Regions from separate parts of the Sus scrofa genome. Here all the other regions are linked to region 1. A link is a contact called in public HiChIP or PLAC-seq and promoter capture Hi-C data. All regions are on one chromosome and are shown on one strand. Each heading gives the region's core, a stretch centred on a gene start, on an enhancer-like site or on the middle of the called end of the contact. The rest is flanking DNA. Distances are from core to core; before and after follow the strand shown.

Evidence for each region. Promoter capture Hi-C pulls out the DNA fragments that hold promoters and counts their contacts. HiChIP or PLAC-seq counts read pairs in DNA pulled down with a chosen protein or histone mark.
Region 2: a promoter capture Hi-C map of fetal liver shows a contact between it and region 1, with 2.6 times the contacts expected there. The contact joins the enhancer-like site here to the promoter of TCTN3 in region 1. A contact is called at or near these places in 1 of 5 promoter capture datasets (fetal liver), 8 of 47 Hi-C or Micro-C datasets (adipocytes, blood, fetal liver and 5 more) and 1 of 2 datasets of contacts at active chromatin or transcription factors (alveolar macrophages).
Region 3: an H3K27ac HiChIP or PLAC-seq map of alveolar macrophages shows a contact between it and region 1. The contact joins the enhancer-like site here to the promoter of TCTN3 in region 1. A contact is called at or near these places in 2 of 5 promoter capture datasets (fetal liver and liver), 25 of 47 Hi-C or Micro-C datasets (adipocytes, adipose tissue, alveolar macrophages and 15 more) and 1 of 2 datasets of contacts at active chromatin or transcription factors (alveolar macrophages).

Annotation. Positions count from the first base shown.
Region 1 is chr14:107,262,049-107,265,626 of Sscrofa11.1, forward strand. It overlaps TCTN3 (tectonic-3), which reads right to left and starts at 1,316. Exons shown (of 14, transcript XM_021074244.1): 1 at 954-1,316; 2 at 654-777; 3 at 237-355. The coding sequence starts at 1,209. It also overlaps a transcript of ENTPD1 not described here and the pseudogene LOC100153551.
Region 2 is chr14:107,346,878-107,350,293 of Sscrofa11.1, forward strand. It overlaps ENTPD1 (ectonucleoside triphosphate diphosphohydrolase 1), which reads left to right. Exons shown (of 10, transcript NM_214153.1): 2 at 2,341-2,468. Among named protein-coding and RNA genes, the nearest start is that of ENTPD1, 52 kb to the left of the region's middle. Within about 2 kb of position 1,479, at least 11 of the 83 cell types and tissues checked have an H3K27ac peak or open chromatin away from gene starts, as enhancers often do. A contact at or near this core is called in alveolar macrophages and fetal liver, where this site is marked.
Region 3 is chr14:107,364,585-107,367,735 of Sscrofa11.1, forward strand. It overlaps ENTPD1 (ectonucleoside triphosphate diphosphohydrolase 1), which reads left to right. Exons shown (of 10, transcript NM_214153.1): 5 at 563-722; 6 at 1,372-1,611; 7 at 3,132-3,151. Among named protein-coding and RNA genes, the nearest start is that of CC2D2B, 46 kb to the right of the region's middle. Within about 2 kb of position 1,832, at least 3 of the 83 cell types and tissues checked have an H3K27ac peak or open chromatin away from gene starts, as enhancers often do. A contact at or near this core is called in alveolar macrophages, where this site is marked.

The DNA of each region.
Region 1 (3,578 bases), core at 66-2,565:
CCATATGCCGCGGGGAGCGGCCCAAGAAATAGCAACAACGACAACGACAAAAAAAAAAAAAAGAGAAAAAAGAAGGAGGTAGGGGGACAGACAGAATAAGAGGGAGGATGATAGAGATCCAAAGTGCAAAAAAAAAAAAAAAAGTTTAAAAAACAAGGAAAAGGGAAAAAAAAGGTCAGAGGCTAAGCTCACTCTCAATGTTAGGCAGTAAGAACAGTCAACATATTTCTACTCACAGTTGTTCACATGGACACAAAACTGCTTAATTCCATTTGAATCCATGAAAACTCTTGAAGGAAATGGGGAGTTACTCCTGAAGATAAGAGAGTTGTCTACACACACCCAACTCGAGGACCTGTGAGGGAATGGGAGGGAGAATAGACACATTTAGAAGGTGACCGACCGATGTCATTGCCAAAGAAAGGGCTCCTTGGGCAGCCACAGGACAACATGAAGATCTGATTATTCTACTGGATAGCCCTACTGCAGAGCCTCAGAAGAAGAGGGCGCTCCTGGGAAAAAATAAGGTAGTTCCACTCCTAGGAGTGGAAGTGGGGGCAGGAGGCACAAAGGTTAACAATCCCTAGGTCCAAGTATTACTTATTCTAGGGCTCCAGTCCCCTTTAGGATTCAACCTGAGCATTGCAGCTCACCTCACGCTGCCTGGAAGGCAGAAGGAGAAAACTGTCCTCGGATGGAGAAGATAGCAGTCCTTGTCGCAGCAGCAATTTATATCGCAGGTACCAGGAGTCAAGTCACAGACACAGATCGGTAAGACTACGAAAGTACAACATAAAGCAGAGCGAATGGGCTGAGGATCCCCAAACTCTTCGAAGTGTTAATTCCTCTTCTTTCGACAGCCCCACTCCTTACTTTGTGGCAATGCACTCTGTGCACAGAATTCTGATTCTAAGTCTGTAGTCTCCATCCCCAAATCCTCCCATCCCCCTCACCTGGGAAGACGTCCACGGTCCCATTCCCAGGCGCCGAGGGGGTCACCACATTAGGGCCCACTGTAGAGGTCCCAGGCACGGCCCAGGGAGTTTCAGTCCCCTCTGAGGAGGATTGAAGGGTCCCGCCCTGCGTCCTTGGCCCCACGTTCAAATGGGTAGGCACTGCTCCAGACGGGGACGGAGAAGGCTGAGGCTGGACCCCCTCAGGGATCATCAGGAACAACACCTGCAGTAACGACAGCAGAGAAGCGAACATGGGGGCAGTAGAGCATCAGCAAGCATTTGAGGTGGGCTCAGGCGGTCGCTAGGTGCGTCCCTAGAGCGTGGGGGGGAGGAGTCGCAAGGCGTATGACGTCATCCACAAGCGTTTGCTTATTGGCTCATGGAGATGGCCGAGAGCCTTCAGCCAATAGAAGGCGGCGTTGTTAAAGATCCTCAGCATCTTTCAGTCCGCGTCCTCCTTCTTTGGCCCGGCCCTCCTCTGCCTCTGTCGCTTGGCAACCGCCAAACTGGCGGAGGCGCTCTTGCTTCTTCTCTCCACTGAGTGGCAGTAGGAGTTCAGCCCAGGTCAAGGTACACCCAGTAGGCATACCGCGCAGACCTCAGGGCTCAGAGGGCTGAGACCTTCCTTGATAGAGGGAAGCAACAGAGGCTCGAAGTAGAATTGCGTATCTTTTTCACTTCGGATTATAAAGGTGAGAATCTTTTTCTAAAGAATGATAATGATAATTATCTCTCAGAGAAAAATACACTGAAGATCACATAACTTAAAAAAAAAGTCTCGGGAGTTTCCGTCGTGGTCCAGCGGTTAGCGAACCCGACTAGCATCCATGAGGAGGCGGGTTCCATCCCTGGCGTCGCTTGGTGGTTTAAAGATCCGGCGTTTCAGTGAGCTGTGGTGTAGGTCGCAGATGCGGCTGGGATCCAGAGTTGCTATGGCTGCGGTGTAGGCCGGAGGCTGCAGTTCTGATTGGACCCCTAGCTTGGGAACCTCCATATGGCGCTGTTGCGGCCCCCAAAACCAAAAACCAAAAAAAGAAGTCCCATCTAAGTATAATATTTTCGAGTAAATATATTAGAAAGATACAGTTCCTTAAATTTTAACAATGAGATTTTTTTTTTTTTTAAATGGTCAATGGATGAAGAAAATTTTATTTTTGCTATTATAAACTTCCATTTATTGTAGCCCTCCTTAGAAAGTTTTGGTTTTTCCCAGGAGTGGTACGCCTCTTCTGATTCTCTACAGCAGAACTTTATGCAGTGTGGGAAATGTTATCATGTTCTACACTGTTCAGTATGGAAGTCATAGACTATATGTTCTTGCCTTGTGCTTGAAATGTGGTTAATGTGACTGAGGATCTGAATTATTAAATTTTAATTAATTCAAAGTAAAATAACTTCATGTGACTCATAGCTAGCGTATTGGATAGTACAACTCTAGGGTATCAAAATCTTGCTCCTGCTGGATCAGGTATTTTTCTCAGTCTGCACAGTCCTGCTATCTGGGTTATTTCAATTGCTTGGTTTGGCGGTATCTGTTAAGAGTTATATAAAATCTGATACACATATCCAAAATCTAGCCAATACCTCCTTTTCTAAGTGAATCACTTGAGCAGATAAATTTTAGGACCCTGCCAATGCTCACATTCTCTGACATGATGTTGATGTTCTCATGTTTTGAAGTAGCTAAATATATCTCTGTTATAAATGTTCTCAAACATATTTTTATGTGATTGTGTGGTGGACTGCTGTAAGAGATACCTATATTTGTGTTTAGGCATAAAATATTTATCTACCTTTTTAGTAATTGCTGTAGGAAAAGGTCAAGTTCCTATTATTCCAAATATATGTATTTACTAGAATATAAGCTGCACAAAACAGAGGGTTTTGTCTGTTTTGTTCTCTGTATCTCATGCTTAGAACGGTACCCAGGACTTGCTAGATATGCATTAAATATTTTTAAAAAGACTGTTTCGGAGTTCCCGTCGTGGCACAGTGGTTAACGAATCCTACTAGGAACCATGAGGTTGCGGGTTCGGTCCCTGCCCTTGCTCAGTGGGTTAACGATCCGGCGTTGCCGTGAGCTGTGGTGTAGGTTGCAGACGCGGCTCGGATCCCGCGTTGCTGTGCCTCTGGCGTAGGCCGGTGGCTACAGCTCCAATTCAACCCCTAGCCTGGGAACCTCCATATGCCCCGGGAGCGGCCCAAGAAATAGCAACAACAACAACAACAACAACAACAACAACAACAAAAGACAAAAAAAAAAAAAAAAGACTGTTTCATTGAACTCTTTAGATTTAACTCATGAATATTTAATTAACTTATTTTTAGACACACAATGCATTTTTATTATAGAAAGAAGTATAAGTAAAAAGATCATATCACTTAGTCCCACTGTTCACTTAACCAATTCACATCTAGTTTTATCTTTCCAGATTATTTTTGGTACACATACACAGGTATAAATATTTTTATGAAAATAAGATCATACTATGAATACCTGTCTATATCTTATTTGATATGTCTATATCATTAATACTGCATAGCATATCCTGCTGGATAGATACACCAAAACTTACTTAATTCCCTGTCAATGGACATTTTTGTCTAATCTTAAGACAATGT
Region 2 (3,416 bases), core at 229-2,728, 85 kb after region 1:
AACTTCTTCTCAGATCTAAGTTCCTTTTCCTATAGTATCTTTAATAAGGTGAATATGACAAAAGGCTTGAATAATTGTGATAATATGGGTATCATTGCAAAAGCCAGGCAAGTGTGGAAAAGTATGCTTAACAACCGTTCAGTGATAGTAATGAGTTAGCAAGTGTTCTCATTAGGAAAGGAAACAATTAGAGTCACATCAAGCTGTTTCCTACCTCAGGCTTTTGCAGTTGCTGCTCCCTCTTCCTGGAATGTTCTTTCTCCTTCTTATAGCTGGTGTTTTCTCATCATCCAGGACTAAGCTCAAATGGTACCTTCTCAGAGAGACTTTCGTGACCTTCAGTCTAATCTCCCTACCCTAACTCTGCTGCAAGTCACTCTATCACATTCCTTGGTTTTAATTTCTTCTCAGCACTTAGTGTGACCTAAAGTCACTTATTTGAATACACATCTTTTGTGGTTTTTATATCTCCCTAACCAGATGTGAACTCCAAAGGGTGGGGACCTTGTCAGTCATTTTCATTGGATACTAAGGTTAATGCCTGAATGGATGGAAGGAAAATGAGATAATTAAAATTGTCATATTTATGGAAACAAAATAACTAAATAAGTAAACCTTTTGAGCAGTTTGGGGAGTAACACATTCAAAATTCTGCTTTAGTAGGAACATGGCTGCAGTGTGTGACCCTTAGGTATTAGATTTGTAATTTCTTTGTCAAAAAATATGTGCATGTTATAAGCTGTGCTTGTCAGTATTACAACTTTAGGAACTGAGGTAGTACTTAAGGAGCTCTTTTCCAGATTCCAGAGTGCTGGCAGTAAAAAGGACATTTCTGCCACATCAGTTGTATCAGGATGGTTTGGCTTCAAAGCATTTAAATCCTGACTCTAATTGGATCAAACATAATTCTCATGCAGCATCAGATCAAGGTTAGTTGTTTTAGCAGCTCAAAATGCTTCAAGAACTCAAGTTCTCTCCATCTCTCTGTTCTGCTGTTATTGGCTGGACAAGGTCTGAGGAAGAAGAGAGAATACTTTCTTTCTTTCCTATCCTTGCCCCAGCAGATTTCCTCCAGGGTCTCACGGGCCATTTTTGTCCCTTTGTTGAACCAGTCACTAGAGAGGGAATAGGATTATGCAGAACAATCAGCCCCTTTCCGGGAGGTGTGTGGGCTGCCAGGGGGAGTGGTAGGCATCTGAACAAAACTGAGGTTCCTTTGGGAGGGAAGAAGGGAGAAGTGCTATATACTTCATCTATTGTTCCTTCGTTTGGAAGCAATAGATAGTGGTGTTGCTGAAACTTTTTCTCCCAAGTTTTGTGCTGTTCAGTCTGATAGGTACAGACTGGTTCAGTGTTCTTGGGGTGGATGCAGACTGGAGACCCAGGCAGTTACAGTCCTTTGAAGTAAGTTCAAGCCTGTGCTCAGGAGCTGGAGGGGGAGCTCTGCATTGGGAAAGCTACAGCTGCTGAGCAAGAGGGAAAGAGGAGGCAGGACCTCAGCTTCCTCTTTCAGCTGTTTTAATCCCATGCCCTGTCCTTAGAGAAGTGCAGACTATTTTGGAGAACCCATCTAATGTCCACATGCTTCTTTATTACTTGATTCTATTTTTCTTCCCTAAGAAGAAAGTTTGGGGATAATTTGGGAAGCTGAGAGGGGAAGAATGAGAATGGAGGGAATGGGGTAACCACTCCATCTCTTTTTCACCTCTGATCAAAGTAAATTTACCTTTTATAGAATTCTCCTTCTGGAGCTTTTTAATGTCCCATGATGGTGAGAGTATAAACGCGATAGTCAAGATGATGTGAATGGTGAAATGTTCAAAACTCCACAGCCCCTGTGCTGTTATGCTGTTACCAATTACTTCACATATAAGTGTGGTTGAAGTGCAGGGGTTGTGTCAAGCCAAGAAAGGCCACGAAACAGAAGGGTTTTGATGTTTGATGATATCTTCTGAATGCTTTTTAACATAGTAATTACTCTTGGTAGATTTTAAAAATGCAAATGGTATCCTTGTTTTCTTTGTTACTTGAGCTTTGATAAACTTATGTGACCTATTAAACTGCCAGTTTGGGATTTTTTTTCCCCCTCCTCATCCCATGTCCGATCACTGATCTCATTCTGCCCCTTCTTCTTACCACAGCCACTGAGTCATTCTGGCCCTCAACACAGCACAGAGACATCCTTTTATTCTTATTTCCTACTTATTTTGCAAGTGCATCATGGACCAGACTTCTCTATCTTTGCTGTCTCCAGAAAGTCAGCATAAGACCATACAGAAGGGGAAGAAAAATAAATGTGTGTTGATTTCTTATTGATATTTTCTCTTCTTTTGGTTTTAGAGTCTGAACTGAAGACATTTTGCTCCAAAAACATACTGGTCATCCTTGGCTTCTCCTCCATCATTGCTGTGATAGCATTGCTTGCTCTGGGGCTGACCCAGAACAAACCATTGCCAGAAAATGTTAAGGTAACTCAAACCCATGTGTGTAGTGTGTGTTTGTGTGTGTGTGTGAACACGTGTGTTTGAGGGGCCCTGAGTGGGACCTGGGAGGAAAGGGAGGTTATGGTAAACTAGAGCATCCAGGAGGGACTTTTCAGAAGCCCAGGAACAAGTCAGTCTCCTTTGGACTAAGAGAGTAAAGTGGCAGCGAATGTACATTTTGGAAAAAGGAATGACTTGAATCAGTTAGTGATGGGAAGATAATTGTCAGCAAATTAATTAAATCAGTATTCCAACAGAGACAAATGCTTTATCCATCACACGCAGACCTCTGATAGCCAGTGCTGATACTCTACAATCTAGTAGTATCTCTGCTTCTTACTCTCATTGTTTCATTGTGGAAACAATGACGTCTTTGTTTATTGGACACTGCACTCTTTGTTCTTCTTACTCCATTGTTATCACTGTCACCAAAATAATAAAATTTATTAGATAGCTAGCTCCATATACATTGTGGAAGTCAGAGATCCCCATCTCCAAAATATTCAAGGGATCAATTTTTAAAAATCACTTTTAAAAAAGCCCCCATAGAACATATTTATGTATCAACTATAGTAAGTTGCAGTGAATTCATGGATGGACAAATTTCTTATGAAATGGACACATTTGAAGAGCTAAGTTAATATCATTAAAGACAGTTAAGGTCATTTACTGTGATTTATTTCTGCTTCCTTTCAAATTCATCAAAGTAAAATTTCAAAGACATGAATATCTCACAAGTATCTTATAATATGGCCATTATTTTATTTAATCCATTAATTTAAAAGCATTTGGTAAGTTTAAATTTATATTGTGAATACACCATCTTAAACTTTCATTTGAATTATAGTAAATAAATCTACAGGGGCCCAGATACCAGTATGCTAACGAAAGCATACATACACATGGGTGGTGACATATCTAGAAGTTGGCTAC
Region 3 (3,151 bases), core at 582-3,081, 100 kb after region 1:
GCAGACAAAGCTAGGATCATGCATTGCTGTGGCTGTGGTGTGGGCCAGCACCTATAGCTCTGATTCGACCCCTAGCCTGGGAACCTCCATGTGCCACAGGTACAGCCCTAAAAAACAAAACAGAAAACAAAAAAACAAAAAAACGTTCAAGCAGAAGTTTTTATGTAAGCAGCCTGAGGCCATGAGCAGTGGCTAATGTAGCATATATTTGCTCTAGGTTTAGTGATCAAATAATATTCAAACAATATTCAACTACCGCCACCACAGTAATCAAAATTACTCTGATAATTTCTTGGAGCCAGGGAACAATGAAAATATTATTTTAAGAAGACCAACCTGTGCAGGCATTGGAAGGATTTGGATTTGGAGAGAAGGGGCCAAAAGAGTAGTTCTGCCTCACCCCAAAGCAGGGCTTCTCATACAGCATGTGTGGGGATCACCATCCTTCATCCTTCCGAAGAATTTAATAATTCATTTCCTAGGAGAACTGGATGGAAGCTCTGGCTGCATTGGGTACTTGTAGTTATTCAAACAAAATCAGTAACCTCAGCTCTTTGTGCAGGATGAAAAATGAAAATTTGGCAAGCAAAATCCTGTCTACAGTGGCAGAGAGCATCACGAGATACCCCTTTGACTTCCAGGGTGCCAGGATCATCACTGGCCAAGAGGAAGGTGCCTATGGCTGGATTACTATCAACTATCTGCTGGACAAATTTATTCAGGTGATTATCCAACATCACCCAAGGAGGTGACGCCCTGGGGGCCAATACCATTGCTATCTAAGGATCACTAAGCAGAAAGAATGATGGATAAATGAACAAATTAATTTACCCTCACATTTGAAAGGGTAGCAGAGGTATAATTCTCTTACAAAAACTCTTACCATTGGAGAATAAGGAATCCATATCTTTACTTTATGGAACTATAGAAAAATTAAAAACTATCATTAAAATAAGGATAGCTAGTATTCGTCTAGTGCTGTGTGTCTTGTGCTGAGCAAAGCACTTTTCATGTATTGTTTGATTTAATCTTCAGAATAGCCATATGAGGTGTTCTCTCATTTTAGAACCTCAAATTGAGGCTTAGAGAATGTGATTGTTCTGCCCAAGATCACATGGCTAATGAGCAAATGAGTGGGGATTTGAACTTGAGTCTTTCTGACCCCAGACCTCATGTTTGTAAAGTGATTCTTTGTTGCTGCAGTCTGAGCTGTGTCTTTGAGCCCCTGTTTTCTTGCTGTTGATCTGATGCAGACTCAGGAACCTCTGGTGCTCCTGCTCCTTTGCCTTAGGAAGTCCTTAAGTCTAAGAAATAGTATGAAAAGGGGGGTGTCCAGAGACTTCTACCACTGGTGACTGTACTTTCTTTCAGAAATCAGGTTGGTTTAACCTGAAGCCAAGGAAAGGTGATACTCAGGAAACCTATGGAGCTTTAGACCTTGGAGGAGCCTCTACACAAATCACTTTTGTGCCCCAAAACCAAGTGCTCGAGTCTCCAGAAAACACGCTGCACTTCCGCCTCTATGGCAAGAACTACAGTGTATACACACACAGTTTCTTATGCTATGGGAAGGATCAAGCACTCTTGCAGAAACTGACCAAGGACCTTAAGGCAAGTATAATGAATCCAGACTATGCTCCCCACAACTGGGCCACAAGCCCCCACATCCTGTTGTTTTCCCTTTCTACTTCAGTAATTGGTCTGAAGTTGGCTACTGGACTTTCCAAATCTTTTCAGGCAGGATATCTCACTACGTCAGGTCAACCCCTGTGAATTGTCCCATCCAGACTCTTATCTCCTATGTTTGTTTACTGCATTATCTCCAAGGACACGAGTCAGATCCTTTCTTGCAAAATAGTTTCTCACCCTGTGGGGTTGAATATGAGAAGTACAGGCTAGAGTACTGATGTGTGTGTGGGTGTGTGCGCACGTGCACGCTTATGCAGACAACTTTAAGCTCTTTCTCACTTTTCCATCTCTGTTTCCTATGAACTTCAGAAAACAGGGTTAGAAAAAACATGGAAAGAGAAAAAAACTGCAGGGAAAACACAAAGTTTATTGATCAACACTTCAAATCTTGTCCCCAGACACTTTTTGCCTTTTGAAGGCAAGAAAAATTAAACATAGTCAAAATCATGTACCCACCCAACACACTCAGACACAGAGCAAGGATGTCAAACCCAGCTGTTCCCAGTCTACTGAAGGGACAACCAGTTATCTGCTTTCCTCCAAAGCACTCTCTCTGGTTCTCAGAAGCTAGATCAATAAGATGACTGCCATGGGAGGAGGGACTGCTGAGAGATACCTAGTGAGCCCTAAGGCTTCACTAAGCCTCTTATCCACAGCAGTCCCCTTTCTTCTCTTGAACATAGCAAGTTGTAGGTTAGAAATCATCTTGATACTCCTGCCTTAAATGATCTAAAGTGCTTCCAACTCTTGGAGATTTTGCTTTTTTTTTTTTTGCCTTTTTGTCTTTTTAGGGCCGCAACCATGGCATATGGAGGTTCCCAGGTTAGGGGTCCAATCAGAGCTGTAGCTGCTGGCCTATGCCATAGCCACAGCAATGCAGGATCTGAGCTGCGTCTGTGACCTACACCACAGCTCACAGCAACGCTGGATCCTTAACCCACTGAGTGAGGCCTTGTATCAAACATGCATCCTCATGATGCTAGTCGGGTTCGTTAACTGCTGAGCCACAACAGGAACTCCAAGCTTTTGCTTTTTTGCTTGGAGGTTGGAGCAGGGATATAGATAGGCAAACTCCCAGCAAATTACTACTAAAACTCAGAATTTTAAGAGCCTTGGGAGTTTTCCTAGTGAATCTGCTTCTGACCTATGCAACTATTACTAGGCACTAGGGGACATATAAAATGAATGGAGTTTCTGGGTCTAGTTTCAACTATATTAGCTTTCTAGGAGTAGTGAAATTTCATTTATATCCGATACCACTTCTGGTGCCTATTTTACAAATATGACTATTCCCAAGGGTAAAAAAGGCATCACAGGGACAAACTACTGCCAGTACTGAGTACTTGGATGTTGTTCAATTGCAACACATTAATGAAGTCTGACTGGTGCTTTTGCACCCAAGGCATTTGCACATGATGTCTTCAAGTGATTTTTCCATTTAGAATACAAATGGAACCATCCA